Linked DNA regions of Sus scrofa: regions 2, 3 and 4 are each linked to region 1. Evidence: chromatin contacts called from public Hi-C and targeted proximity ligation data. All regions are on one chromosome and are shown on one strand. The core of a region is the stretch at or near the end of the contact, and the rest is flanking DNA. Distances in the headings are between cores, read along the strand shown.

What was found. Hi-C and Micro-C count contacts between places; a contact is called where the count stands out from the background.
Region 2: a contact with region 1 is called in a Hi-C map of retroperitoneal adipose tissue, with 5 times the contacts expected there. A contact is called at or near these places in 2 of 5 promoter capture datasets (fetal liver and liver), 34 of 47 Hi-C or Micro-C datasets (adipose tissue, alveolar macrophages, blood and 16 more) and 2 of 2 datasets of targeted methods (alveolar macrophages and skeletal muscle).
Region 3: a contact with region 1 is called in a targeted proximity ligation map of alveolar macrophages. A contact is called at or near these places in 1 of 5 promoter capture datasets (fetal liver), 3 of 47 Hi-C or Micro-C datasets (fetal skeletal muscle, heart right ventricle and skeletal muscle) and 2 of 2 datasets of targeted methods (alveolar macrophages and skeletal muscle).
Region 4: a contact with region 1 is called in a targeted proximity ligation map of alveolar macrophages. A contact is called at or near these places in 1 of 47 Hi-C or Micro-C datasets (embryonic fibroblasts) and 2 of 2 datasets of targeted methods (alveolar macrophages and skeletal muscle).

What each region holds. Positions count from the first base shown.
Region 1 is chr3:92,523,129-92,529,963 of Sscrofa11.1, reverse strand. No RefSeq gene overlaps it. Among named protein-coding and RNA genes, the nearest start is that of FBXO11, 170 kb to the left of the region's middle.
Region 2 is chr3:92,236,188-92,243,022 of Sscrofa11.1, reverse strand. No RefSeq gene overlaps it. Among named protein-coding and RNA genes, the nearest start is that of PPP1R21, 12 kb to the right of the region's middle.
Region 3 is chr3:92,810,739-92,817,573 of Sscrofa11.1, reverse strand. MSH6 (DNA mismatch repair protein Msh6) reads left to right here and starts at 3,420. Exons shown (of 10, transcript XM_005662566.3): 1 at 3,420-3,794. The coding sequence starts at 3,535.
Region 4 is chr3:92,258,018-92,264,852 of Sscrofa11.1, reverse strand. No RefSeq gene overlaps it. Among named protein-coding and RNA genes, the nearest start is that of PPP1R21, 34 kb to the right of the region's middle.

The DNA.
Region 1 (6,835 bases), core at 3,229-5,728:
ACAGCTCATCCCTTAATCACATCCTGTCCTGGGTTGTCCGCTGTTTCATGTGTAATCATTTAAAATCATTTTGTCTATTCAATTAAAATAAGGTTTTGAGGCTAGGACGATTAGAATCACATCTCTTTAGATTTGGATTGGAATTTAGAATCCTCTAATCTGATCCACACATTTTTCAGAGGGGAAAGGAAGATACTGAAGGGTGAAGGGAATTGCCCAGCAACTTAAAAGTGAGGTTTGGACCAGAGCCCAGATCTCCTGATGAAGCCCAGATCACTGCTTTCCAAGGCACCATGCTATTTCTATTTCTTTGTGTCATCCACAGTGCTTGCATACAGTCGGTGCCTGGTACAAATAGATGCTCTGTAGATACTGTCTGACTGATTGTTGTCCTCACCACCCTACTTGTCACCAAGGTGGGCTTTCAACTGTCATCTGGGCCACCTACAAGTTCTGTCCATCTTAAGAATTCTAATCAATTAAAGTGGCTACTCTCACCATAGTGGCCACTGTCTTCTCCATTTATAAGGTACATAGTGTGGGTTCAAGGGAAGAGGAAATTAAGAGAAGACACACAATTGAAAGCAAAGGTCCCAATCCCAGCATCCATTCAGACCAAGCGGCTACTGAAGGCTTCATGGGCTCTAGCGCAGGGCTTCCCAAACTTGGATGTGCGTCTAAATCCCCTGGGAATCTCGTTAAAACACATATTCTGATCCAGCAGGTCCTGAGTGGGACCTGAGATCCTGCATTTCTAACAAGCTCCTGGACAATGCCCTTTGAGGAACAAGAAGCAAGGATGCTCTAGACCCCTACCTGGCCCAGGGTATCTTAAGAGTGCTAGAAGCTGATCCTGAGCCTCTCTACCTCAACCCTTCTGCCGTCCCTCAGACATCAGCTTCTGGGTAAAAGGAAAGGGACTGAAGCAATTATGAGCACTATGGCCCCTGAGTGAGTCATTCCAAGTCCCTTTCCTCACCCCATTCCCCACTGCTCCTGAAGATCCCCCTTTAGACAATCTGAAGAGAAAGGCAAGATTGAACCCCACCAAAACATTGCCCAGAAAAGGGAGCATAGACTGGCTGTTAACGTGCCTCACAGTTTTCCTGAGGAACAGGCCCACTTGGCTGCAATTTTTGTGTGTGGGTACCATGATACCCCTATAAGCAACAGAGTTACCTTTTTAACAGAAAAGATATTTTAATTTATATAGTTTATGGAACATATGTGTAGACTACATATATTTTCATTTTTTCCATTCTTTTGCTACCACTAAACATACCCCCAAAAGTTCATTAAGGTTAAATTAAAGAAAGGAAGAAACTGGAATTTATTGAGCTATTACTATGTTACCAAAACCGTGATGAGTATTTTCATGCACATTAGCTCAATCCTCACAATGCCCCTGCAAGATGGTGTTACTACCCTATTTTATAGTGAGGATACTGAAACTCAAGGAGTTGGGTAATTTATCCAGGACTACCCAGCAGGGAAAGGAGCCCAGATAAGTTTGATTGAAAAGTTTCCTTCCATCATATGATAATAAACACTAACATTTGCAGTGAGTTTACTATGAACCAGACACTACTCTAAGCACATATATTACCTCATATAGTGTTCATATCAATCTTAGGCAGGTACTATAATCACTCCCATTTTACAGATGAAGAAACTGAGGCACACACAGGCCAAATTACTGGCCCAAGTTCATAAAGCTAAAGAGTGATGAAGTAGGATTTCCATCCAGGCAGCCTGACTCCAGAGAAGTACACTCAAATATTGCTCTATATTGCCTATCGATTTCCTATCAACTGCTTAACTCTCACAATTGAGTGGAAATCATCTCTTCCATTGTTATGTCATCTTTTCTAATTCAGGGTACACACTGTACCACCTGTAATATTTTCATTTACCACACTAGTAAAGTCTACATTTTTGTTTTCCAACTAAGACTGCTTAGGGCTTGGGAACCTCTTTGTACCCAGCAAAGGCTGGGATTTTCAAGAAGAATCCTCTTCCCCATTGGATGGAACTTGAAGGAGTCTGAAAGAGTCTGGGGAGTCATGTGCTTCTTCATCAACCCATCACCCTATCCCACCTTGACCAGCAGCCCTAAGACAGAGGCAAATAGATGAGGCTGACTGGCCAACTGAGCAGGGCTGGCCCTGCAGGAGTCCAGTCTATAGACATAGTAAATGTTGGGTGCACACACAGGACCCATTTCTTACTGACTGGGAATGTTTTGTCACTCTGCATTATTTTTAACCTATTTCTTATTTACCTATCACACTCCTCAGTCTTGTTATCTTACCTGAAGGAATCCAGAAGGAGAAGGTAGCTTCATATTTGAGTGCACAAAAGCTGCAAACTTATGTTCCTTTTGCTCTCCCTCTAGCTATGTGACTATGAGCAGGTTATAAGAGCTTTTTTGAACTTCAGTTTCCTCACCTTTTACAGGAATTATGCTTCGAAGGGTTGCTGATAGGAATAATGAATAAGTGCCTTGCTTATTATAAGGCTATCATGAATAGCTATTTGTTCATACAATTTATAAATACATTCCTTTCGAGTGAATAAATGAGTTGAATGAATACAGGGGAAGGTTGGAAAGCCTGGTCCTCCCCCAACCAGCAAACAAGCCACTTAGCTTCTTTAAAAAAAAATGTACATTTAGAAATTTATTATTTTGGGTGAGAGCTGGTTAAATAGAGAACACTTAAGTTTGTATGGGAAGGTTCCAAAGACAAACTTCCTTAACTTTGTAGCTTTGCTGGGGGCTAGGCCAACTGGGCAACTAAAGATAGGACAAGCCTCTCAATCTCTCCTTTGCCTCAACCCTGACCCAGCTCAGAACTGAAGCCCAAGGCTTTCCACTGGAGACTTCCATAATGACAGGATGTTTTTCTTTTTGGGGGGGTGGGTAGGAAGAGGGGAGCACATAATGTGACTACTTTCTTTCTATGAGCAGAGCATACAGCAAAATAAGTTATTTATTTTGTGGTTGCTTTTAGAGAGAAAAAAAATTACTGAAGAAATGTAATGTTCTGTGGCAATATGAGTGCACCTACCGATAGGACTGAAAACTTTTTTGAAAAGAGAAAACAAAGTCTGAAAGCAAAAAATAATTTTTCTTGTTCTGATAGACTTTAAAAGAAGATGGTGGGTTTTTTATTATCTTTTTTTATTCTTGTTATATCTAATGAATGGGTATTTTCATGATGAACAAATGTCATGAAAACCAGTTTATTCTCCAAATCAAGATACATCTGGTTTACCGATTGTAACATCTGTTTTTTTTTAATGGGTTGTGTTTAACTTGTAAAAATAAAATAAAATGCAATTAACATCACCCATATGCTCAATACAATGAGTAAATGACTTGTAAGTTTTAAAACTTCTAGGACTGGGTTTCTAATGTAATTACAATGGGTTGTAAAAGTGAGTGAAACTAGTTTCCCAAGGTAGGGTGTCTATTCAACATTTACTGGTATCTAAAACACTTTGGAGTAAGGCAGTAATCATCCAGGAAGAAATGACTACTGTTCAGTGACTCATCAATCCATGAATTCAGCACTAATTACAGTGCCTCAGTTTCCCTATTTTATAAAAACGAAGCTGCCACCTGCCTGCTTCTCTGGAGTGTTTGAAAAAAGCCCAAGGAGATAATAGTCCGTGTGTTTTGAAAATACAAAATACATTATAAATGCTAAGTAATAATACAATAATAACAGGGAGTCTTTAATAACAGGGGTCCTTTAATAATACTCATCAAGCATAATAACATTACTAACTAGTAGGAACAAGACTGTCTTCTTAATCATTAGTTTGTATCATGGGAAATTGGTTGGGGTTTGGCACCTCATTCAGGTTGGTTTTGGTGCCTCAGGAGGAAGAAGAGCTCCTTAATAAGGCTGGTCTCTCCAACTAACTGTTGGCTGTCTTTAGGAAGAGGCATGCATGCAATTAGCCGAGGAGGGGGCAGATGCCTCTGAGTTCAACTCCTATGCCCAGGGAACACGATTTAAAAATTTCCATTCCTAGCTGGTCAGGGGAAAGAAGGAAAGGTACTTTGGGGATCCAAGAAAGTTGCCAGCAGGCTAGCCCTAGCCAGTCGCCCAGTGTGGCCACCCAATCCTGCCACAAGATGGCGACAATCCAGCTGGAAACACCTGCCTGAGCTGGCCACGTGGGTTTCCAGACTGGAAGGACTTCCTCCCTCAGACACAAAGAAGGGATCGTTTGGATACTCACAGAGCTGGGATTGCGAACCTTCCTGAGACAAAGTCGGCCAGGGGAAGAAGTAGGCGGCTTCCTTCTCACCCCCGTGAGCTTCAACTTCATGGGGCTGAAAAGCTTGAGGGGAATATGTGCAAAAGCACCCCGAGAAATTCCAGGTTTTAACCCCTCCCTCTGCATAGAGCCCGGATAGACACTTCCTGGACCGGCGACATTCCAGGGATTCCGGCAGGGAGAGCGGGTGCTTCCCCGGGTGGGGTGCGTCCAACCCAGCGGTGCTCTGGTCCTCCCCTGCGTGGGACCGGCTGAGCAAGCCGCTGAGACTGGGGATGGGCTGAACAAATCTCATCCACCCCGCCCCTGGGACCCCAGTGCTTTTAACAGCTTGGAACCTCAGACTTGAGGAGGGCTGGAGAGGGCTGTGCTCCTAAGCTCTAAATCAGGACAGCACCCACAAAGGCGCTCCCTCCTCTTTTCGCACATTTTGCCTGGGAAAAGGTCTACAGGCCTTCCGGGCTTGGGGGAGGGGGTGCTCTTTGTTTTCTTTTCTTTTGTTTCGTTTTGAATACAAGGAACCCACCACACCCACGTTTGTCTCAGTCAGAAGTAAACTTGCTTTGAAACAGAGTTATTAGGAAATACATAGATTCCCACCTCTAAGTCACAGGGTGAAGTTCCAAATGTGGTGTTTGGAACCCTCCTGGGTTGAGCAGAGCCTGGGCCTGGTTAGCCAGGCCTCCATCTTCTAACCCTTGGCCTTACCGTGGCAGCCCAGGGCTGATTCCCTGCTTCTCCAGCCAGGGTCTTTGGCCAGCACTAGGGAGCAGGCAAGGGAAACTCAGAACAGCAGGTGTCAACTGCCCCAGCCTCCCCTCGGTTAGCTACTTATCTGCCCACCCTTCTGGGCTGTGGATTGGGAGTAATAGTAAGAGTGAGCATTGTCTGAACATGTACCACAAATGATTGATTACCATTTCAAAGCCTTACACACTATCATTATCTCCTTTTACCATGGAGAAATCAAAGGCTTAGAGATGAGTAATTTGCCCAAGGCCACACAACTCTTAAATAGTCAAGCAGGGAGCTGAATCCAGATCTACATTTCTCCAAAGCACCAAAGTACCTCCTTAGGTAGCTCTCACTGCACCACTGGGAGACAGCTGGGTCAAGTATAAAGAAAGACATACTTGGTGCTATGATTGTACTTACACACTGTGGGTGGGGTGGGGAAGACCAAGGATATTTTAGACTCCTCTTGCCTTTGAATGTGTGCTGGAGAACTGGGTTAGCTTGGCCTGCCTTCTTTCTTCCCTTCCACAATTGTTTACTGAGTGCATGTTATATACCAAGAACTTGCCTAGGCACTGAAATATTGCAGGGGACAAGGCAGATGACACAGACTATGTGATCTTTTGATCTTTGGTGTGTCCTTTAATGTACTACTTTTTTTTTTTTTTTTTTTTTTTTTTTAAGGGCCACACTCATGACACATGGAGGTTCCCAGGCTAGGGGTCGAATCCAAGCTACAACTCCTAGCCTACACTACAGCCATAGCAACAGAGGATTGGAGCCATGTCTGTGACCTACACCACTTCTCACAGCAACGCAGGATCCTTAACCCACTGATCAAGGCCAGGGATCGAACCTGAATTCTCATGGATACTAGTCAGATTTGATTCTGCTGCGCCACAACAGAAACACCTATGTGCTAGTTTTTAAATTATTGTTTCTCACCCCAACTCATCTTCTACATGTGGCTTTAAAATGCTGAGGCTCAAGAATCTACAAACCATGTTTCTCTTCTGCTGCTGTTCCCTGTTAATAAGCTCTGCTAATAGGGGTGCTGGAGAGAACCTCAAAGCAGAAGAAGGAGGAAGGACACACTTCTTTTTGCTGGCTTGCTATCCCTATCAGCCTCACCCCAGCAACAGTGGAAATTCTGGCCTCCAGGTTCCTTCAGCACCCCAATGCAGTGTCATTATGCCCCTCAACTGTATAAATTATAGGGGGTCAGCCTGGGGGTCCCTTCTCTGATCTAGGTCTTCATAACCCCAGCTCTTTCTTTTCTTTCCCTGGTCCTGGTGTAACAACTGCTTTCTCCAGTTACTATCTTTGTGTTACCTCAATGTTCTCTTTTTTCCCCCGGTCCTCCAGTACCTCTAACCAGTGATGTGCTGGTTAATCCAGGAAAACAAAAAGAAAACTGATTTGAATATGTGTCGATTTTTGTAATGTAAATCATTCACCACATACAGTTTTCACCTACCAACATAGCACCTCTAAACTTCACAAGCTGCTGTGAGCAATTCAAGTACACAAATGCTAGTACCCAAACCCCTACAATAAATTCTCTGTTGAAGGACCTAATGTGCTTTCTATTTTCATGACTGGACCCTGACTCATAACACTTAAGCTTCTAAGAATTGATTTTTTACTATAAAGTAGAACTACTGGAGTTCCTGTCATGGCTCAGTGGAAACAAGTCTGACTAGGAACCATGAGGTTGTGGGTTTAATCCCTGGCCTTGCTCAGTGGGTTAAGGATCTGGCATTGCCATGAACTGTGGTGTAGTTTGCAGATGCAGCTCGGATCTGACGTT
Region 2 (6,835 bases), core at 2,768-5,267, 290 kb after region 1:
ATCATGAAACATCTCCAAAGAAAAAATGAATCGGAAAGCCTCATGTCATTCCTATGACCAGTTTGTAACGGATTTATTAATCAGAGGTTCCACAATAACATTTTCCTTGCTGGGCTGTTGGGAGGATTCAATGAGAATATCACATTCTTAGTGCCCAGTGGGAATCTAATAAATGATAGCTATTAGTATGTTTATACTCTCAAAAACACACACCTATAAACAGTTGTGTATACACACACACACACACACACACACACACACACTCACACTCACACTCTTCTGGTCCTTTTACAGAGAATCCAACTCTGTGGAGACAGGGATACACTGCTTCCTCACAGTCTGAGCACAAAAGTGGCCATCCGTTTTTAGGGTGGGGTTCATTATCTGAGAACAGTAAATATCCCTGAGAGCCTTTGGGAGTCCAGCCCCAGCTAGGTCAGCCCCTGAACTCATCCTTGCAGGCTAACTGAGAAAACAAACTTTATATAAGACCAAAAAAAAAAAAAAAAAAAAAAAAAAAAACCAACCCAGGACAGCTCTTGAGGAAGTAATATTCCAAATTCTTTGGAGTAGGTGGGGTTTGGGTTTCATGATCCATCTGGAACCACCTATGGGTCTCTGGCTACAAGTGCTGTGCAGAAAGGCCTTGTGGAAGAGATGCATGTGTGCCCTGGGCCTGGAGGAGAAGAGATGCAATTCGTGCGGTAGGAAGAGATTTGAAGGGCGGAAAGTCAGCTTCCTCCCAGGTAGATGGACCCGGGGTGGGGGCAGAGGGGGGGTAGTTTACTCTGCTATAAACAATAACGTCTTGGGATGGTCCCACACAGCTTTGTTAAGGTACAAATTGGGGCCCTGTGTGTCTTGTGTTGTTGTGTCAGCCACCAAGTTCCAACCCTGTCCTTTTACCACCCATCACACACACCTTAACTAAGGTGTGACTTAAGGCGAAAGATGTGGATGCTACGGATGACCTCAGCCACGTGGAGTTTCCACAGCAAATGATCGGGTAAAAGTTCTAGACTCTGGTGCTCTGCCCATGCCTTCTGTCCTCTCTCTGCCTTCTGTCCTCATCCAGCACTCCTGGCCTCTTCCCCCTCCTGGAAATGAGCCAGCCAGTATGTGTGTATGCATATTCAGTGAGTGGGCACATCTGCCTCGGACAGCCTGAGGAATCCTTTTCTTTACTTTCTTTCTTCCTTTCTTTCTTTCTTTTTTTTATACTGCACCCACGGCATGCAGAAGTTCCTGGGCCAGGGATCAAACCCATGCCACTGCAGTAACACAGCCACATAGTGATAACGCCCGATCCTTAACCTGCTGAGCCCAAGGGAACTCCAGCCTGAGAAATCTTTACATAGAACACCTGTTACCAAAAAAAAAAAAAAAAAAAAAAAAAAGGAGTTCCCTTTGTGGCTAAGAGGAAATGAACCTGAGGATGTGGGTTTGATACCTGGCCCTGCTCAGTGGGTTAAGGATCCAGCATTGCTGTGAGCTGTGGTGTAGATGGGGTTTGGATCCTGTATTGCTGTGGCCGTGGTGTATGTCGGCAGCTGTAGCTCCAGTTAGACCCCTAGCCCAGGAACTTCTAAATGCCGCATCTTTTGCCCTAAAAAATCAAAAACAAAACAAAACAAAAAAAACACCTGTTCAACCACCCCCGTGGATTTTCAGCATTTCCAGATCCCTCAGAGGGGCATGTGCATTTAAACTATATTTCTAATAAAATTTGCTTGTCTTCTGGAAAAGACATTTGAGATTGGGAGACATGTGGGGGGATGGGAGGAGGTTTGTAAGGATTAACACTCACATTGATTAGTTGATTAGTTAATTTATTGAACAAACAGGTATGGAGTGCCCTCAGTGTTCTGTGGCCCACATGCCACGTTGGCTTTGAAACTGGGGCTGGGGTCCCCACTCTCTTTCCTTTCTTCCTCTTCTCTTTGGCGTCACCACCACTGTCCAGGTGAGACTCCCTCTCTTTCCTAGACCAAAGCTGCTGCTTCCTAACTGGTCTCACAGTCCTCAGCTTTTCCAACAATTTCTAAGTATTACGCATCTAAGCACATACTTCTCCCCTCATACCCCTTCAGTGGCTCTCCCTTGACTACAGCCCAAGTCCTGGCTCCTCTCTGGGATGCACCTGGCCAGGATCCTCTTCCCAGCTCTGTCTGCAGCCTCTGCTCGTTAGTCACCACCCCCTCCCTCCTTGTTTACTTTGAACAAATCCAATGTGTGCTTACAGTGTGGTTTTCACATGCTGTTCCCTGTGCCTGGAATGCCTTTCCTCTCCCTCCCCCTCAAACCTTCCACTACACCTCAGACTCATCCTGTATTGCTCTCTTTCTCTCATGCTCCACATCCCAGTCTGCCAAGAAACTGAGGTGGATTTCAGTCTACCTCCTTCGAATACCCCCAGAATCTTCTAGGACTCACTGTCTCCCCTACCGCTGACCTCCAATACCATCCTCTTTCTAGCTTCCGAAATGACCCCCTGCTTTGACCCTTGCCCTCCCACCCACCCATGGGTGCTCTCAGTACAGCAGCCCCAGTGGCCTTCTTAGAACCCAAGTCAGGAGTTCTGTGGTGGCCTAGAAGTTAAGGATCTGGCATTATCACTGCTATGGCTTGGGCTACTGCTGTGGCAAGGGTTCAGTCCCTGGCCTGGGAGCCTCTGTATGCCTCATGTGTGGTCAAAAATTGAAAAACAAAGCAACAATTGAAAAACCCCACAAGTCAAGTCATGTCATACCTCTGATCAAAACCTTCCAAAGCAGTGGTGGGCTGGAAGACCTGGTCCCAGCTGCTGAGAAGCCATCCTCATGGCTTCCCTACTGTGTTTGGCGGTGTCACATGGTAGCTTAGAATAAGCCATGGTGAGAGTACTTACACCACAAAAATTGGCAGATGCTAAAAAACCAGGACTTCTTTTTTTGAGACCCAATTTACTAGCACGCCACTGCTGTTTCTATGTCTCCTTGGGGGTTTAGGGTGTGGATAGGAACCTTCAGCATCTTCACTTACTGATTTGCCACAGGAATGGTGACAGGATATAAAGTGTTTTTAATTTTTAAAAACATTTTATGGAAATCATTTATAAGTTGCTTAGAGCCTAGCGGGGGAATCGAACATGGGGTTATGGTTTGTGGCAGAGCTTTGCAGGAAAAGTTTTCGGTCCATAGAATTCTTCGAGGAGGCACTCATCTGGAGAGTGGAGAGGGAGGGGGTGGGGAGACTGTCTGGCAGAGCAAGAGGCATATTGGCTAGCACAGGGCAGCTCAGGAACCTAGAGGCCTCCTTGTTAGACTGCAGGGAACTGTGGTGGTGTGGTCAGGATGAGACTGAGGAGGTAGGAAGTGGCCAGTTGTGTCCACCTTGTAGGCCACGACAAGGATCTGTTCCTCACCCAGAAAGCCACAGGGAACCACCAGAATCTTCCCACTCTTGGAAGCTCCCACTATGGTTCAGAAGTAATGAAACCAACTAGTGTCCCTGAGGACTCAGATTTGATCCTTGGCCTCACTCAGTGGGTTAAGGATATGGCGTTGCTGTGAGCTGTTGCAGTTTCTATTCGATCCCTAGCCTGGGAACCTCCATATGCCACAGGTGTAGCCCTGAAAAAAAAAGAAGAAAAGGAGCTTCCTACCCTCACTGAAGGGGCTTCTGGAGCAGAGGGTAGGATCAAATCTGCAACTGAGAAAGAGCCAGCCCTCCTTTTCTCACCCTTCAAGCCCTGTGTCACTGAGGCCTTGTGAATGGAGCAGGAATGTGGCCGGGAACCCATTGGTCTCTTGGATCATGGCCGGAAGGAAGGGTAAGTGCTGGAGAATCAGCTCCCAGGGTTTGCAGAGCACAGGGCATGGATATCTTTGGGCTCTTCTTCAGTACAGAGGCTTCCCAAGGCTGCATCTCATGGCTCAGGAGGCTTCCAAACAGACAGTCCCCCTCATTTGTCCCAGGGAAGCCCTGTCTGTGAAGACCAGCTTTGTACCTGCTCTGCCAGGCCAGCGGACCAAGGAGGGGCTGCAGCCGGGAGAGGGGTGGCATGTCTCCTTTCCCAGCCATCAGGACGCATCCACACCCTAACTCTAAGCCTCAAGGGAATACGGGATGTCCCAACGCATCCTGTAGAATGACTTAGTAATTTTCCGGTTACTAATTTGCCTGTTCTGTTCAAACAGGCTAATTGTTTCGTCAAAAAGACTCAGGTGTAGTGGGATGAGGTCACTAGAGACGTGCCTAAACAATCACAAACATTGGGCATGGGCGGGGCAAAAGACTCATAATCCTCAACTCAGACTCTTGCCTGATTTTATCTTTCTTAAACAAATACGGTGAGGGCGCGCCCCCTGCTGGTAACATGAGATTATACCAGGAAGAAATAACCCTTCAGCAGAGCCAGACTCCTTCTCCAGTGAGGACAATTGGGTGTAGGTGACGCTTTTGGAACATTCTCAGCGGGGCGTATTAATGGTTATTTCTCAGTGTTGAATGAAATATGAAATAAAGGTGATTATTATAATTCATTCATAATTATGATCTCGGAATGTGTGAATCTTTGTGAACAGTGAAAAATCCACCCAAGCAGAGAAAAGGGAAAATCGATTCCTGGCCTGTTAAGGAAAGAGAACATAACTCTTTATCCTGTCTTTGTTTACCTAGGACAGTTCGTTTTTTTTTTTTTTTTATTATGAAAGTTTTTAAATATACACAAAAATATGACAATATTTCCATATACTTAACCAGCCAGTTTCTGTAATTATCAAGATTTTGTTACTTGGTTTAGGGATGCCATTCATTTTTCAGTTGTTTTTTTCCCCTTAAATGTTACAATCCAGACATGATGTCGCTTTACCCTCAATACCTCAGGATGTGTTTTTTTAAACTGGGCATTTTCTTTTCTTTCTTTTTTTTTTCTTTTTTTCTTTTTTCCTTTTAGGGCCGCATTCGCGGCACATGGAGGTTCCCAGGCTAGGGGATGAATTGGAGCTGCAGCTACTGGCCTTCAACAGCCGCAACAATGCAGGATCCGAGCTGCATCTGCGACCTACACCACGGCTCATGGATACGCCAGAGCCAGGGATTGATCCAAGGATAGAACCTGCATCCACATGGATACTAGTCCGGTTCACTACCGCTGACCCACAAGGCGAGCTCCTGCATTATTTTTTAGATTCCATATGTAGTGAAATCATATAGCATTTGTCTTTCTCCTTCTGACTTATTTCACTAAGCATAACATTATCTAGGTCCATCCATGTTGCTGCAAATGGCAATATTTCATTCTGTTTTTATGACTGAAGTAATAATATCTTCTTAATCCAATCATCTATTGATAGACACTTGGCTATTATAAATGGTGCTGCTAAGAACTGGAGTGCAGTATCTTTTCAAATTAATGTTTTTGTTTTTCCGCATGTATGTCCAGAAGTGGAATTCTTGGGTCATATGGTAGTTCTATTTTTAGTTTTTTGGTTTGTTTGTTTTGTCTTTTGTCTTTTTAGGGCTGCACCCACAGCACATGGAGGTTCCCAGACTAGGGGTCTGATTGGAGCTACAGCTGCAGACCTTTGCCACAGCCACAGCAATGCCAGATCCAAGCCGAATCTGCAACCTACACCACAGCTTACAGCAATGCCGGATCCTTAATCCATTGATCGAGGCCAGGGATCAAACCCTGAACCTCATGGTTCCTAGTCGGATTTATTTCCGCTGCGCCATGACGGGAACTCCTATTTTTAGTTTTTAGAGGAACCTCCATATTGTATTCCATAGTCACTGCACGTATTTGAATTCCCAACAGTACATGAGCATTCCCTTTTCTCCACAGTTCGCCAATCTTTGCTACTTGTGGTCTCTCTCTCCCTTTCTCTCTCTCTCTCTCTTTTTTTTTTTTGTCTTTTTAGGGCTGTACCAGTGGCATATGGAGGTTCCCAGGCTAGGGGTCAAATCGGAGCTGTAGCTGCTGGCCTATACCACAGCCATGGCAACATGGAATCGGAGCTGCATCTGTGACCTACACCACAGCTCACCGCAAGGCCAGGCCCTTAACTCACTAAGCAAGGCCAGGGATCGAACCTGCGTACTCATGGATGCTAGCCAGATTTGTTTCTACTGAGCCATGATGGGAACTCCTGTGGTCTTTTTTGATGATAGTCATTCTGACAGATGTGAGGTAATACCTCACTGTGTTTATTGTTTGCTTTTTAAAATTAATTTTTTTTTTATCCTTTTAGGCCACACTCGTGCATATGGAGGTTCCCAGGCTAGGGGTCGAATCAGAGCTGTAGCTGTTAGCCTATACCACAGCTATAGCAACACTGGATCCAAGCTGTGTCTGCTACCTACACCACAGCTCATGGCAATACCGGATTCTTAACCCATTGAACAAGGCCAGGGATCAAACCTGTATCCTTTCACCTTGAAGAAACAATGGATTCATCTCCTTATTCAGTTGTCATTTATTGAGCACTCACTGCATTAGGAAAAGAAAGATGAATTAGACCTAGACTCTCTGAGACCTCAGGGGCCTCACAGGTGAATTTAGCTTCAGTAGTTCCTGGGTGTTGCCTCACACAGATGTTTATGGACTTTGTAGTGGAAAATACAAAGAGCACCCTGAAGTTGTATGGACACTCCAAAGTCAGGTGTCAGCTGCCTACAGGTAGCAAACGTGTAACTGGCTCTGGGTGGAGGGACCCTAGATTTGTAGCGTTTGTCTATTTCCATGGTATATGTCCTCCTGTCACGGCCAATTTCAAGCTACTAACATGATGTCACTGAATGCAGAGTTGCAAAGATAGACATAGCACATCACTGTGTAGTATCTTCATCATGT
Region 3 (6,835 bases), core at 2,171-4,670, 290 kb before region 1:
CTGATTCCTGCTCTTCTGGTTTTTTTCCCCTAGACTTCATGCTTTCTATTTCCACACTCTTTCTTCTGTAGAGAACAATGTAGCTCAATTAGGTTACTGTTTATTAAATACAGTCTATTCTCAACATAGCAGTCTGTGTCAGATCAGGTCATTCGTCTACTCAAAACCTGCATGGCTTCCCAGCTCACTGACAGTCAAAGCCGTAAGTCCAAGGAGGGCTTGGATGATCTGCCCTTGCCTTTCTTCCTTGACCTCATGAACTACTGCTCCCCACTCCCCCCTGCCCCACACCCCAGTTCATCCTCCTCCAATCATTCTAGCCAACTTGCTGTTCCCAAACTCAAGGTGTTTGCTCTTCACTTAGAGGCTGTTGACTTCTGCCTAGAAGGTTTTGCTCTTGGACTCATGGAAATGGTTAAGACCTCTCAAATGAGTTCTCACTGTGGCTCAGCGGTAACAAACCTGGCTAGTAACTGGGAGGATGCAAGTTCGATCCCTGGCCTCACTCAGTGGGTTAAGGATACAGCATTGCCATGAGCTGTGGTGTAGGTCGCAGATGCAGCTCAGATCTGGCATTGTCATGGCTGGCAGCTGCAGTTCCTATTGAACCCCTAGCCTGGGAACTTCCATATACTGCAAGTACGGCCCTAAAAAGACAACAAAACAAACAAGACTTTCCAAATGAGAAGAAGCAAAATCTATTTACTCAGCACCAGCTACATACAGCAAGGGAGTCAGCCACCGTGATTTGCATTTGGCAATGACTCAAGGGCATTGCTACAGGTGTTGCCATTCAGCTCCCTGGCCTGGTTGCTGCAGCTATGGATGACTTCCTGAGCTGGTTGCTGCAGACTGAAGCCAAATCACAATCCCTGCAGCAACCAGTCCAGAAGATGAAGACCTCTGCAGCAGTTGCCCCAGAACTGTCAGGACTTGGTCTGTGGCTAGTCAGCTTCTCTATTTTTTTATCCCCACTTCCAACTTAGGGCTAATCAGAGAATATGTTCCCCAAACCAATCGCAGAGGATGCTCTACTTCTAGTTCGCCCACCTCCAGCTTCCCCATGTCAGCTCCCTCCAGTCACAGGATACCCGAAGCCTTCCCTTTTTCACTATGAAGCTTTTCTACTCCTCTGCCTGCCTTTGAGTCTCTGCCAGAGGCCCAGTGGTAGTAAGAAGCTCTGAATAAGTAGCCTCTTCTGTTTGTTCCTAGTTGGGTATTCTTCATGTATTTCTACACACAATATGTACCTTCTGCGTGGAGAAGCCTGGGTGATTTCCCTCACCAAGGGATTATGTGTTTAATGATTCTAAGATGTGTGACTTCTTGCTTGTTTAATGGAGTTTGTGGGAGGCATCTAACTGTCCTCCAAAATTTGGTTCAAAGCTATAATTGTTCTCATTAATGATGAGGAAACAAGTTCAGAGAAATAAAATTGCTCAGTTATCTGGCTGGTGGGCCAGGGTCAGAGACTAGGTCTTGATTTACCCCACAAGCACTGGCTCATAACTTCTGTCCTATAACTGGCTCATTCTCCCTGAGCCTGCAGTTCCTCTTTGTAAAACAAGAATAATAATATCACATGAAATTGAGCCAAATGAAAGAGAATTTTTGTACTTCAAAAAAGGTTGAATATTGACAATTTCATACGGTTCAAACTAATATAAGGTTGTTGTGAGGATTAAATAACATAAGATGATGTTAAATTGAAGGCAGGATAACATTTCTATTAGTAACATGGGTCTCTAGAAACACTTCTCAAAAGTGTTTAAATTTCTACTCCATCCTTTTTCTAGCTGTTTGGTCTTAGGCCATCTGATCCATCTGTGCCAGTTTCTTCACCCATAAACTGAAAATATAATACAGGTCAACAATTCCTTACATGTAATTCTGAAATCCAAAAAACTCTAAAAAATAAACGTTCTGTGGCAAACTCATTTGGTAGCAAATTTTGACCTGAGCTGACCTATATTTTGACCTGAGCTGATCAATATTTATATTGATCTCACTTAGTATGAATAAGCATATGTTCTGCTCAAGAAACATTTGACTTCAGGGTGTTACCCCAGACCCTCTGGGGGTATCCTGTGTTATACCCTCAGAGGGAATAGTATTGTTTCAAATACTACTTCTGAAACAAAGTTGATTTTATTACTTGCCCAGCAAAGGAGAAATGTGTGGCAGAACACAGCCTCCTGCACAAAGCAAAGAGTTGATCCTAGACATGTTTGTACTAAAAGCACAGCTACTGCCGATTGCGGCTGGTTTCTGGAATTCTGGATTCCATAGTTATAACGTTTGGGATTAGGGCCAAAGAGCTGTCAGTCTTCCAACTTCTTTCCTGAATCTGAAGAATAAGAACCTTTTTTTTTTTTTTTTTTTTTTTTTGTCTTTTTCAAGGGCCGCACCTGGGGCATATGGAGGTTCCCAGGCTAGGGGTCTAATGGGAGCTGTAGCTGCCAGCCTAAGCCAAAGCCACAGCAACGCCATATCCGAGCTGCATCTGTGACCTACACCACAGCTCACAGCAGTTCTGGATCCTTAACCCACTGAGCAAAGGCCAGGGATGGAACTGGCAACCTCATGGTTCATAGTCGTATTCATTAACCCCTTGAGCTACAACGGGAACTCCGAAGAATGGGAACTTTTTATTCACAGCTTGTGACTTTTCTAAAATCTGAAAAATCCTGCATTCTGAGACACCTGGCCCATGAAGTTCAGATAAGGAACAGTGGGCCTGAAGTACTTACCTCTTAGGTTATTTGGAGGATGAAATTGGTTAATCTTTGCAAAAGGATTGGATTGATGCCTTGCAGAGGAAAGCAGTGTAGCTGGCAGATTTGTTCATCATAAAGGGCCTGCTACTTAGCATGAATTTGTAAAGTATTTATTTCCTACTCTGTGCAACGCTTTGAGAATATAACGTGAACAAGTGTGAACAGGAAATGTGATTTTCTGCTGAGTTACGTCTGGATCTTTTTTTTTTTTTTTTTTTTTTCGGTTTCTTAGGGGAAGCGTTCTAACCGCAGGATTTTTCAGGCAGGTGCTGGAAGACTGTCCCCTTGGGTTTATTCCTTGCACCGCGGCCACTCTCGCCTACGCGGTGCACACGCCGGTCCCCGCGTGACTGCAGCCCCAGTGACCCCGAGATTCTCCCCCCAAAAAGAACGTCTTTCCCGAGGAGGATAACCCCGCAGCCGCATCCCGCTTGGGCGGTGGTGCTCCACTCCCAACCAGTACCCCCTCAGGCCGGCCGTTTCCACCGCTGGGGGCGTCACCGCCAGCTGCCTGGCGCAGAGTGCCAGCCCCTCCTCTCCCCACGTCGCCTGGCGCCCGAGTGGGCGGGGCCGGACGCGCAGCGCCTATGACGACGCCCGCGCACTCCCAGGCGCCTGCCGATTGGCCTCTGGGGCCAGTGTTCCTCCCGCGGAGCGCGCCTCCTCCCAGATTTCCCGCCAGCAGGCGCCGCGCGTTAGGGTCCGTGCCTCTGGTGGCTCGGTCCGACTGAGCGGTTGGGCCTCGGCGACCTTCGCTATGTCGCGACAGAGCACGCTGTACAGCTTCTTCCCCAAGTCTCCTGCGCTGACTAATGCCAACAAAGCCCCAGCCAGGGTCTCAAGTGAAGGCAGCGCCCCCGCCGCTGCCGCCGGGGCCTCTCCTTCCCCAGGCGGGGATGCGGCCTGGAGCGAGACTGGGCCTGGCTCGGGGTCCCCGGCGGGCTCCGCGTCGCGGGCTGAAGCGAGGAAACTTAACGGAGGGCTGCGGAGGTCGGCAGCGCCTGCTGTCCCCGCCAGGTAGCGGGGTGGAGGGGTGGGTGTGGGGAGGTTGCCTCAGGGGCTTGAGGGGCGCTTAGCCAGGCCCTGGGCTCCGAGGAGGTGGGGCTGCACAATTGGCTGGAAAGAGTGCGGGGACTGAGTTTGTAGCATGGCGCGCGGGGGGTGGGGTGGCGGTGTAGCTTGTAAACAGAGTGGGAGGAAATAGGCCGTGCTGGAAGAAGGGTTGGAGGGCAAGAAGGGTTGGTTGGAGGGAACGCGCCTAGTTTGTTGGTAGGGGAGGAGACGCGGTCCGCCAGGTGGGGGGGCTGGGTGGGTGGGGGGATGGAAAGTGCTCGGGTAGGGAGGAGAAAGGGGAGATGGGAGCGTTGGGGGTGGGGCGGGAAGGGAGAGGAACCAGCCTCCTCCGCTAGGGGTGCGCCCCCGCCCCCGGGCCCCGAGGGAGGGAGGGGGTGGTGCCGGCCCGCGGCAGGGCTGGGGTGGCGGGAAAGAGAAATCTCTTTTGGAGAGGCTGAATGCCTACAACCTGCAGGCCACGGGGGCGCGGCGTGCCGCGAGTAGGATTCCCGGAGGTTCTGAGCTGGGGTAGTGAGTTGGGGGGTCCTGTAGTCGTTCGAGGAACAAGCTCGGAGGTTTGGATAAGAGCCTCAGATGCCAAGGCTCTAAGGGGGCGATGGGCCCCCGGCTTGGATATGTGGGTTGTGGTGGGGTGGACAGCGAGTCGAGAGCGCGGGGGTGTGTCACCTCGTGGACCAAGGGGCCTGATTGGCCTGAGTGAGGATTACCCGGGCCGGGGCGCGCAAAGTGCTGGGATACCGCTGGGTCATCCCTTTGGTAGACAGCCTATGCACAAAAACAGAAGGAAAGTTCAGGAGCAGGGTTAATTTTGACACGTGTCGAGTTGAAAAAAATGTTGAATTTAGAAATAGCACATCTTTTGTTGACGATTCCAGGGGAGATGGAGCGCGGGATTTTCTTCGGAATTGAGTGTGAGCATCTAAAGGCCCTCTGGGCTAGGCTGTATGGACGCGGTTATGGGGAAGCCTGCCTGGAGGTGTCCTCCTCGCCCTCTCGGCAGTTCGCTGCAGTTACCAGGGCTTGGCTGGCCTTTGTCGGAGTAGCGGGCGACATTTTGAAAAGCTCGCATTTACTGTATCTCGGATACTGTCTTAGGCATAAAGTGTAATGGTAGCCGCCTGAGAGGATGAAGAAGTAGAATTACAGAAAAAAAATAACGCATTCAAGATCAGAGAGTTGTTTCATGGTTCGGTAGTTGATTTCGAATGTCCCGAGTTTTAGCTGTCCTATAGATTTTTCAGTCTGAGTATGATTATAGTGTTATCCTTCTTTAAGCGACCCTTTCATGCAGTTTATAGTTTTCTGAAGAATAGCAGGCTATGCCACCCCAAAATATGCTTCTGGCATAGAGATTATTTTGAGCTCATTATGTTTGAGAAACTGGACACACCGGAGAGGCTCTGAGAACCTTAGAAGTTATTCTTCAGCAAGGCAAATTTACATTTAAAAAGGAAATGATCCTTTGTCTCCCTCTCTGAACTTGAAGAGAAAGAAGACTAAATCACAACCATACCCTCGTTGTTTTTTTTTTTTTCTTCTTTTTTTTCTGGTAACCTCCCTTAACTGTCCCGCCTCCCCCAACAACAACAAACATCTTTCTTGTGTCTTTAGTTGGGGTGGATGTTTAACTCTGGGAGTTAGTTTTCCTTATTATCTCCAGTGTATACAGGGAGATAATAAGATAAACTTTTATCTTGCTCTTTTATTACAGGGGCTCTTAGCTAAGAACTCAGAAGGGTAGAGGGGAAAAATATTTTTCCTTCCCTACATGTGCATCCTCCATAACAGACTATTTTTCATGGTGAGAGATGCAGTGTGTTATGTTTACTTAAATATCCTGCATCCGTTCTAAATGGACAGAGTATTTATTGTATGGTTGAGCTTTATGTATTGAATAGGGGATGCGATTTATTTTTGAGATCTGAATTTAGGAGACTTGTAAAAGTGTAACATTGTTATACTAGCCCTCCTGCTATGGGGATTTTTTCCCTAGTATTCAAGAATGGTGGGCATTTGATATTAGGCTTATAAAGAACTTTCTAGTGTATAGGTTTGGCCTTTGTTCAACAAATGTTAATGGCCTTTGTTCAACAAAAGTTAATGTACCGCCTCTGGCAGACATAGTATCAGGCTTTGTGGATCCTGAATATAACACTGAACAGGAAACAGGACAGTTGAAAAGGAAATTCTAGAGCAGGAGCAGAATGTAGGAGGTCTGTCCTTTGGGGATATGTATGGGTCTGATTGGCTTTCACCTCTCTAGGTTGAGACCAGAGGACAGATTGGAATTAGCCTGGAGGTCGAGCGGGTTTTAGGAAGCCAGTTCAGGAAGGGTAAGGTCTTGAAAATTGAGGGTAGAATGAAGAGCAGATGGGCGCCTTAGGTATGCAGGGATCCAGTCACGAACAAGCTGAGGGGCCACAGAGACTTAACGGACTTTTTCTGAGTGTCAGTTGAAAGCTTTCAAAGATGTTGAATATCTTATGGACACTGGTCCTTTGGTTTCCTCTTGTGCTCCAGTGTTACAGTCTTTGCCTGTTTTTTTTCCCCCTAGTTAGTCAGTCAGATGTGATGCAAAACTCTTCATCTGGGTTGATGAGAGGTGAGGAAAGAGTTGAGGTGACATCAGCTTGAGTTGAGTAAAGGGCTACAGAATGTCAGTCTATGCACCTTGGACCACCTTCTCAATACTTTTATTTTTTCTGTAGTTGACTGATTGATCGATGCCAACATATGGAAGTTCCTGGGCCAGGAATTGAATCTGAGACCTACTGGCCACTGAGCCAGGCTGGGGATTGAATCCTGGCCTGCGCAGTGACCCGAGCTGCTACAGTTGCTTTCTAACCCACTGTGCCACAACAGGAATTTCTCTGTAGTTTATTAAGACCATAATTTAAAGAGCTGTGAGCAAGGCTTTTAACCACTTAAATTTGACCATTTATTTGTTTATTTACTTAGGCTGCCCTGCAGCAAATGGAGTTCCC
Region 4 (6,835 bases), core at 2,818-5,317, 260 kb after region 1:
CATTTACATGGAATTTTAGAAACGATTAATGGGCTCTATAGTGACAGAAAGCAGGTCAATGATAGCCTAGGGCCAAGGTGTGGAAGTGGGGAGGGTGGAGGTGGTGGGGGTGGAGGGAGTAGGGTGGTGGCTTGAGAACTAAAAAACATTGGGAGAAAACTCCTTGGCTTTTGCAAATCCTAAGTAATTTGTCCTATTTGAAATGCAGAGTAAGGGAGTTAATAATGTTTGTTAGTAGGGAACCCATGAGAAGTTGGAATAAATTCGAGAGCTTCTGTTTCTTCCAGATCTGAGAGTTGAGTAAAAACTCAAGTTGGATGGATAACTCACATATAGGCGATGAGATGGATTGGAGAAAAATGTTTAAAGGTTTCTGAGAAGAGCTGAGTGGGTGTGGAAAACAAGCTGCTGGGAGTTCAAGGGCTTTTTTTTTTTTTTAAAAGAACTACCTGAATTCGATTTCGTAATCTTTGAAAGGTATTATCTAGAATGTTATGTTACTTGATAGGCATGGCATGCACTTAGATATGTTATTTAATCCTTACGTCAACTCTCTGAGGTTAAGGTGGCAAATGTTACTTATAGATGAAGAAATCCACACTCAAGGAGCTTAAATTGCTAATGGTTATCTTGGCTAGTAAATGGTTAGAAAACCCAGTTTGATTCCTAAATTTATGCTTCAAATACCAAGTTTTACAACCTCCAGTTTACAGGACTAACCAGGCACAAGAAAGCTTGGCATTTCATTCATTTATTCAACAAATCTTTGCTGAGGCCCTGGTGGTTCAGCAGTGAATAAAACAGAGGAAAATCTGCCTTCCCGGAGTTTACATTCTATTGAGAAGAGACTGGCACAATAAAAATTTGAAATAAAACATTGGAAATGATAAATGCTATGAAGAAAAACAAGTGAAGAAGAGGAGAGGTGACAGTTGCTATACCTATACGGTCAGCAATCAAGATGGTTCTTCTCTTGCTCTCTGTACATCCCCTGCTGGACCATTCCCTGGCTCACTCACACCCTACTCACCTGACTTTCCCTCTTAATCGTTGAGTCTAATCTGTTAAACACCTATGTTCTTGCCCCTGGACTCAGCTAGTGACTGTTCTAATCTTTAGATCAGAACATCTTCACTATGATAGCTTATCAAGGGGGAGGTGCTAGTTTCCCTGGTAACTGATCAGCCTACCTGACCTCAATTCCCCCTATAACTGGTAACTTCCCTCTCCCCAGATATCACTACCTCCTGCACCCGGTGGGGTGTCGCTCCAGGACCTTGCTTCAGGTATGTAAGATCCCCTCTCCATTAAACCATTGATGTCTCTCTTGCTGACTCTTGGTTCTTTCTTTGGTCTTGAAGCTGGGCATGTTCAGGGCTTGCAGGCCTGTGGGGTGCAGCTCAACAGTTGCTATTTTCGATAGGGTGGATGGGGAGGACCTCTTACCTAGGTGGCTCTGAACAGGGATTAGGAGGATGTTCAGGAGTGACAATATACAAATATCCAGAGGAAGGGAACAGTGAATGCTAAAGTAGAGGCTGCAGCTCTTCAATGTATTTATAGCATTAGCAAGAGGACTAGCCATTTCCCTGGAGCATCCTATGCAAAGCTCTGGTAGGGGCTAAGGCCTGTGAAGTATTCAGGTTCCGGGGCCCATATCACAGAGTTCTGTGGCCATCATGATAAGAATTTAGAATCCAAGACCTGGGAGTAAGGGAATCAATTACACTTTCTAAGGCTCGCTACCCCACCTTGAGATTTGGAGTTTGTCCATAGCAAATCTTGAATACAAATTCTATTTTTTGGGGGGGAGGGGGGCACACCTGTGGCATATGGAGTTTCCCTGGCCAGGGGTCGAATTGGAGCTGTAGCTGCTGGCCTACACCACAGCCACAACAAGGCGGGATCTGAGCCGAGTCTGCGATCTACGCCACAGCTCAGGGCAATGCCGGATCCTTAACCGACTGAGTGAGGCCAGGGATTGAACCTGCATCCTCATGGATGCTAGTTAGATTTGTTTCTGCTGAGCCACAAGGGGAACTCCTTGAATTCTTAATTAAATACCTTCTGACAAAACAGGACATCCTCTACTCTAGAACCTGTTAAAATTACCCTTCAAGCCAAAATAACTCTAAAACCAAGAAATGTATAATCCAGGAAGTCAAGAAAGAAGTGGTATTCCTCTAAACTGGTACATATATTACTGTATCTTATTAACAAGTTGTTTCAGAGAGTAAAAATCTTACCTCTTCTCATTAATATAAAGGTCAGGCTATACTACTGAAGTCTATTAAAACACATATTTATTACTTTTAAATGTAATTGGATCTAAGCCATCCAAGTTTTTTATGCCATTAAGGGAATAGAGAAGAATAATTTTATAATTAGCTGATCTGAGAGCTTCCATTAAGCAATTCAAGCATTCCCTTAAGATCTTGTTTACAGTATTAGAGCTCTTAATAGGTAGAGTAAAAGTAAATATAAAACTGAATCTTGATCAAATTATGGCACTATTTACTCTGCAACATCGTAATTCCCTGTTACCAAGCAAACACTTGAAGAACCTAGATGTGTGGTATCCTTCCAGTCAAATGAGCAGGAACCATGTCAGCAGCAGAACTTTCCCCTCACATCTATTAAGATTTCGTTTAAAAGAACTCCCACCCATTTGCTGCCTTCACTTACCCACCGATCTGAATTCTTAAAGGAAATTGTATTATTTATAAATTGGTTTTTCCTAAGTGTGTCTGATAATTCTGAGAATAAGTGTTTCCCTGTAACTTGATTTTGTGTAAATACCATCTTTACCTTCTTTCCAGAAAATGTATGGTCAGATTTAATTCACTTTAACAACAGTCTTGATTCTGCAAATGAGAAATTGCAATATTCATATACTTGCAGCCAGCTCTGAGGGAGGCCAGTGGTGTACTTACACATTTCAGCTGACACACTACAGATTCCTTATCAGTGCAGGTAAAACTAGGACTGTATATAATTTATTAGGGCTCTCTCTTGCTAATTGCTTTCCAGTAGAACTGCAGAAAGGAATTCCCAGTCTCTCTTCTGTTTCCCAGGGGGAGATTGCCTTTGTTACAACTCAACTCTAAGCCTTATATGGAGTTGCTGCTTTCGAAATAGAGCATTAATTGGAAGCAATTATCCAATTATACCAGCTGTGACTATGCTGTATACTGAATATTTACCAAGAAAGGAACACATTTAACAGATGCTTTAATATAGCAGCCTAGCATGATGAATCTGCAATCGACCCTCCAATCACATAGCTAACGTGCTCAATGGCTGAAATATCTAAGAGTACGTGTGTAGCTCATGTCAGTGAAAACAGACCAAATAAAGACTATCAGACCAGTGCAAACATGTGTGATGTAAATTTTAAAACTAATCAAAGAGCTTATGTTTGTTATCTAAAACGTGTGAGATATTTTACAACTGCTTGATTTCAGAAGTAGGTGTGCTTTCAACTTTAATCGATTTTTTAAAAACTTTTTTGATGACTTATGTATATGCACTGAAGGCTTATTACAAGGCTGCCCTTGAAACTGATGCTTTGGAACCACTTTAGGTACTTCTCAGATAAGAACCAGAAGAACCTGCCTTGTGTGAAATTCCACTCTGCAACCAGCGATGTGATAATGAGCTCTGGGTAGTCATTTTCTGCCTATAATCTATTCAGCTTCTCAAGTGCTGACCAAGTACTTGGGCTGGGGGGGCAGCAGGGGGTAGAGGGAGGGTGCGAGGTGAGTTACGCTCTGGCAGGGTTAGTGTTGATTAAATGGATGTGAAGCTAATCCATTTGCTTTCAAGGAATAATATTTTGATGGGTAAAAATTCACTACTAACACCTGCAAAATTGGCTCAGCAAGAAAAGAAGAAAATGTTTCATCAAATTTGTTAGCTGTATATTAAAGAAACAAAACAAAGGAACCAAAACATTTGGCCACCAACTCTTGAGTCATCTTATTGGTGCCGTCTTGACAAAGAGATGCCGTTCCTCTATATACTATGATGTCACCTTTGTCCAATCATAACCTTCCTTATGAGAGTGGGGGATAACTCTCTGGAGATAAGGTGAATGACAGCAGCAAGCAACACAGCAGTCACTAGGCAACAAGATCAGCCTTCAGTGGAAGAGAATTTTCAAACATTTAACCCTCACACTGTCAGGACTTCTTGTTGCTGATATGGCAATAATCTCTGGACAAAAGGCCTAATGTGAATAATGCAGATTTTTTTAAGCTGTGTTTTTAAAGGCAATGAGAGGAAACTTCCTATATAAGGACACTACTTGGTTCGAACAGACCTGTGAAGTTGGAAATTTTTAAAACCTCTTTTTCACAAGGGTTACAATGTAATTTACGTGATTATCTTTTCAGTGTCTTTAGATGTGTTATTCACTGCTCCTCATAAATGGGGCTGTCACACAGGTGTGTGGTCTGTGCCGAAAACAAAGTCAAGAGGGTTAGTGGAGCTAAAATAAGCCTGCGCTCCATGTGTTCACACAGTCTTTTTTTTTTTTTGGCCATGCCAACAGCAGGCAGCAATTCCTGGGCCAGGAATGCTATAGCAGTGACAATGCCAGATCCTTAACTACTAGGTCACACACACTCTTGGTCAAGTATTCTTGAGAAAGTCATCTTTATCTGATTTGTTGCTCTGATGGGGTGACATTTTGTAATTTGTCCCCCTTTAGTGGTGCTATTTCCTAATTTGCACAAAGTTGCTGTATGAGCGCTTGGGGAGGGACCCTGCAAGTACATTTTATTTATCCTTTTTTTTTTTTTTTTCTTTTTTTTAGGGCAGCACCTGTGGCATATGGAGGTTCCCAGGCTAGGGGTCAAATCAGAGCTGTAGCTGCCAGCCTACACCACAGCCACAGCAACACCGGCTCCTTAACCCACTGAGTGAGGCCAGGGGTCAAACCTGCATCCTCATGGATACTAATTGTGTTTGTCACAGCTGAGCCACGATGGGAACTCCTTTTTATTTTTTTAATAGCCTCACCTGTGTCATATGGATGTTCCCAAGCTGGGGGTAAAATTGGATCTGCAGCTGCTGGCCTACACCACAGCAACAGTAAGGCCTGATCCAAGCCACATCTGAGACCTACGCCACAGCTTGAGGAAATACTGGATCCTTAACCCACTGAGTGAGGCCAGAGATGGAATCTACATCCTCACGGGTTACCATGTCAGGTTCTTAACCCACTAATAAGCCACAACAGAAACTCCAAGTACATCTTATTTGTCCAACTAGTCAGAAAGTTGTGCAAGATTGTCTCTCCTCTTTTGCACTTGACTGTGCTAGAGAATTTAGCACATGGCTGAACAGATCCAGGTGTGGACTGGTGGTATTTTTCCCAAACCGGATTCCCAGAATCATCTTGTTCAGACTGTTTTGGTTTCCAGAAAAGCAAGGGTTTTTTTAGAATTTCTCTCATGAAATTAAGGTTTTCTTTGTTGTTTTTTTGGGGGTTTTTTGTCTTTTTTTGCCATTTCTTGGGCCGCTCCTGCGGCACATGGGAGGTTCCCAGGCTAGGAGTCTAATCGGAGCTGCAGCCACCGGCCTACACCAGAACCACAGCAACGCGGGATCGGAGCCAAGTCTGCAACCCACACCACAGCTCAGGGCAACACCGGATCCTCAACCCACTGAGCAAGGGCAGGGATGGAACCCGCAACCTCATGGTTCCTAGTCGGGTTCGTTAACCACTGCGCCACGATGGGAACTCCCAGAAATTAAATCTTTGTTAATTTAAGAGATCTAATAATTTAATATTTTTCCTGCCCTCTGTTGAACAACATAATTTCCTTATGAAGTCTTTTTTTTTTTAAATCGAAGTATAGTTGATTTATGGTGTTGTATTAGTTTCTAGTGTACAGCAAAATGATTCATTTATACATGTATTTATGTTCTTTTCCATTATGGTTTATCATTATGGATTCCATTATGGATATTGAATACAGTTCCCTGTGCTATATCCTTGTTGTTTATCCATTCTATATATAAGTTTGCATCTGCTAGTCCCAAACTCCCACTCCTCCCCCCACGCGCCCCCTCAGCAACCACAAGACTATTCTCTGTGTGTGAATCTGTTTCTGTTTTGTAGATAAGTTTATTTGTGTCATATGTTAGATTCCACATATAAGTGATCTCATATGGTATTGTCTTTGTCTTTCTCTTTCTGACTGACTTAGAATGATAATCTCCAGATCCATCCATGTTGTTGCAAATGGCATTATTTCATTCTTTCTTACGGCTGAATAATACAAATATATATTGAATGGGTGTGTGTGTGTGTGTGTGTGTGTGTGTGTATACATATACACCACATCTTCTTTACACATTCATCTGGACATTTAGATTGTTTCCATGCCTTACCTATTGTAAATATTGCTGCTAAGAACATAAGAGACCATGTATCTTTTTGAATTACAGTTTCGTCCAGTTATACGCCTGAGTGGGATTGCTGGATCATATGGCAACTCTATTTTTAGTTTTTTGAGGAACCTCCATACTGTTCTCCATAGTGGCTGCACCAATTTACATTCCACCAACAGTGTAGGAGGGTTCCCTTTCCTCCACACCCTCTCCAGCATTTTTTCTTTGTAGACTTTTTATTATGGCCATTCTGACCTGTGTGAAGTGGTACCTCATTGCAGTTTTGACTTGTCTTTCTCTAATAATTAGTAGTGCAGAGCATTTTTCCCTATGCCTATATGTCTTCTTTGGAAAAAATGTATGTTCAGGTCTTATGCCCATTTTTAAATTGGTTTGTTTGGTTTTTTTTTTTTGATATTGAGTTATACGAGCTGTT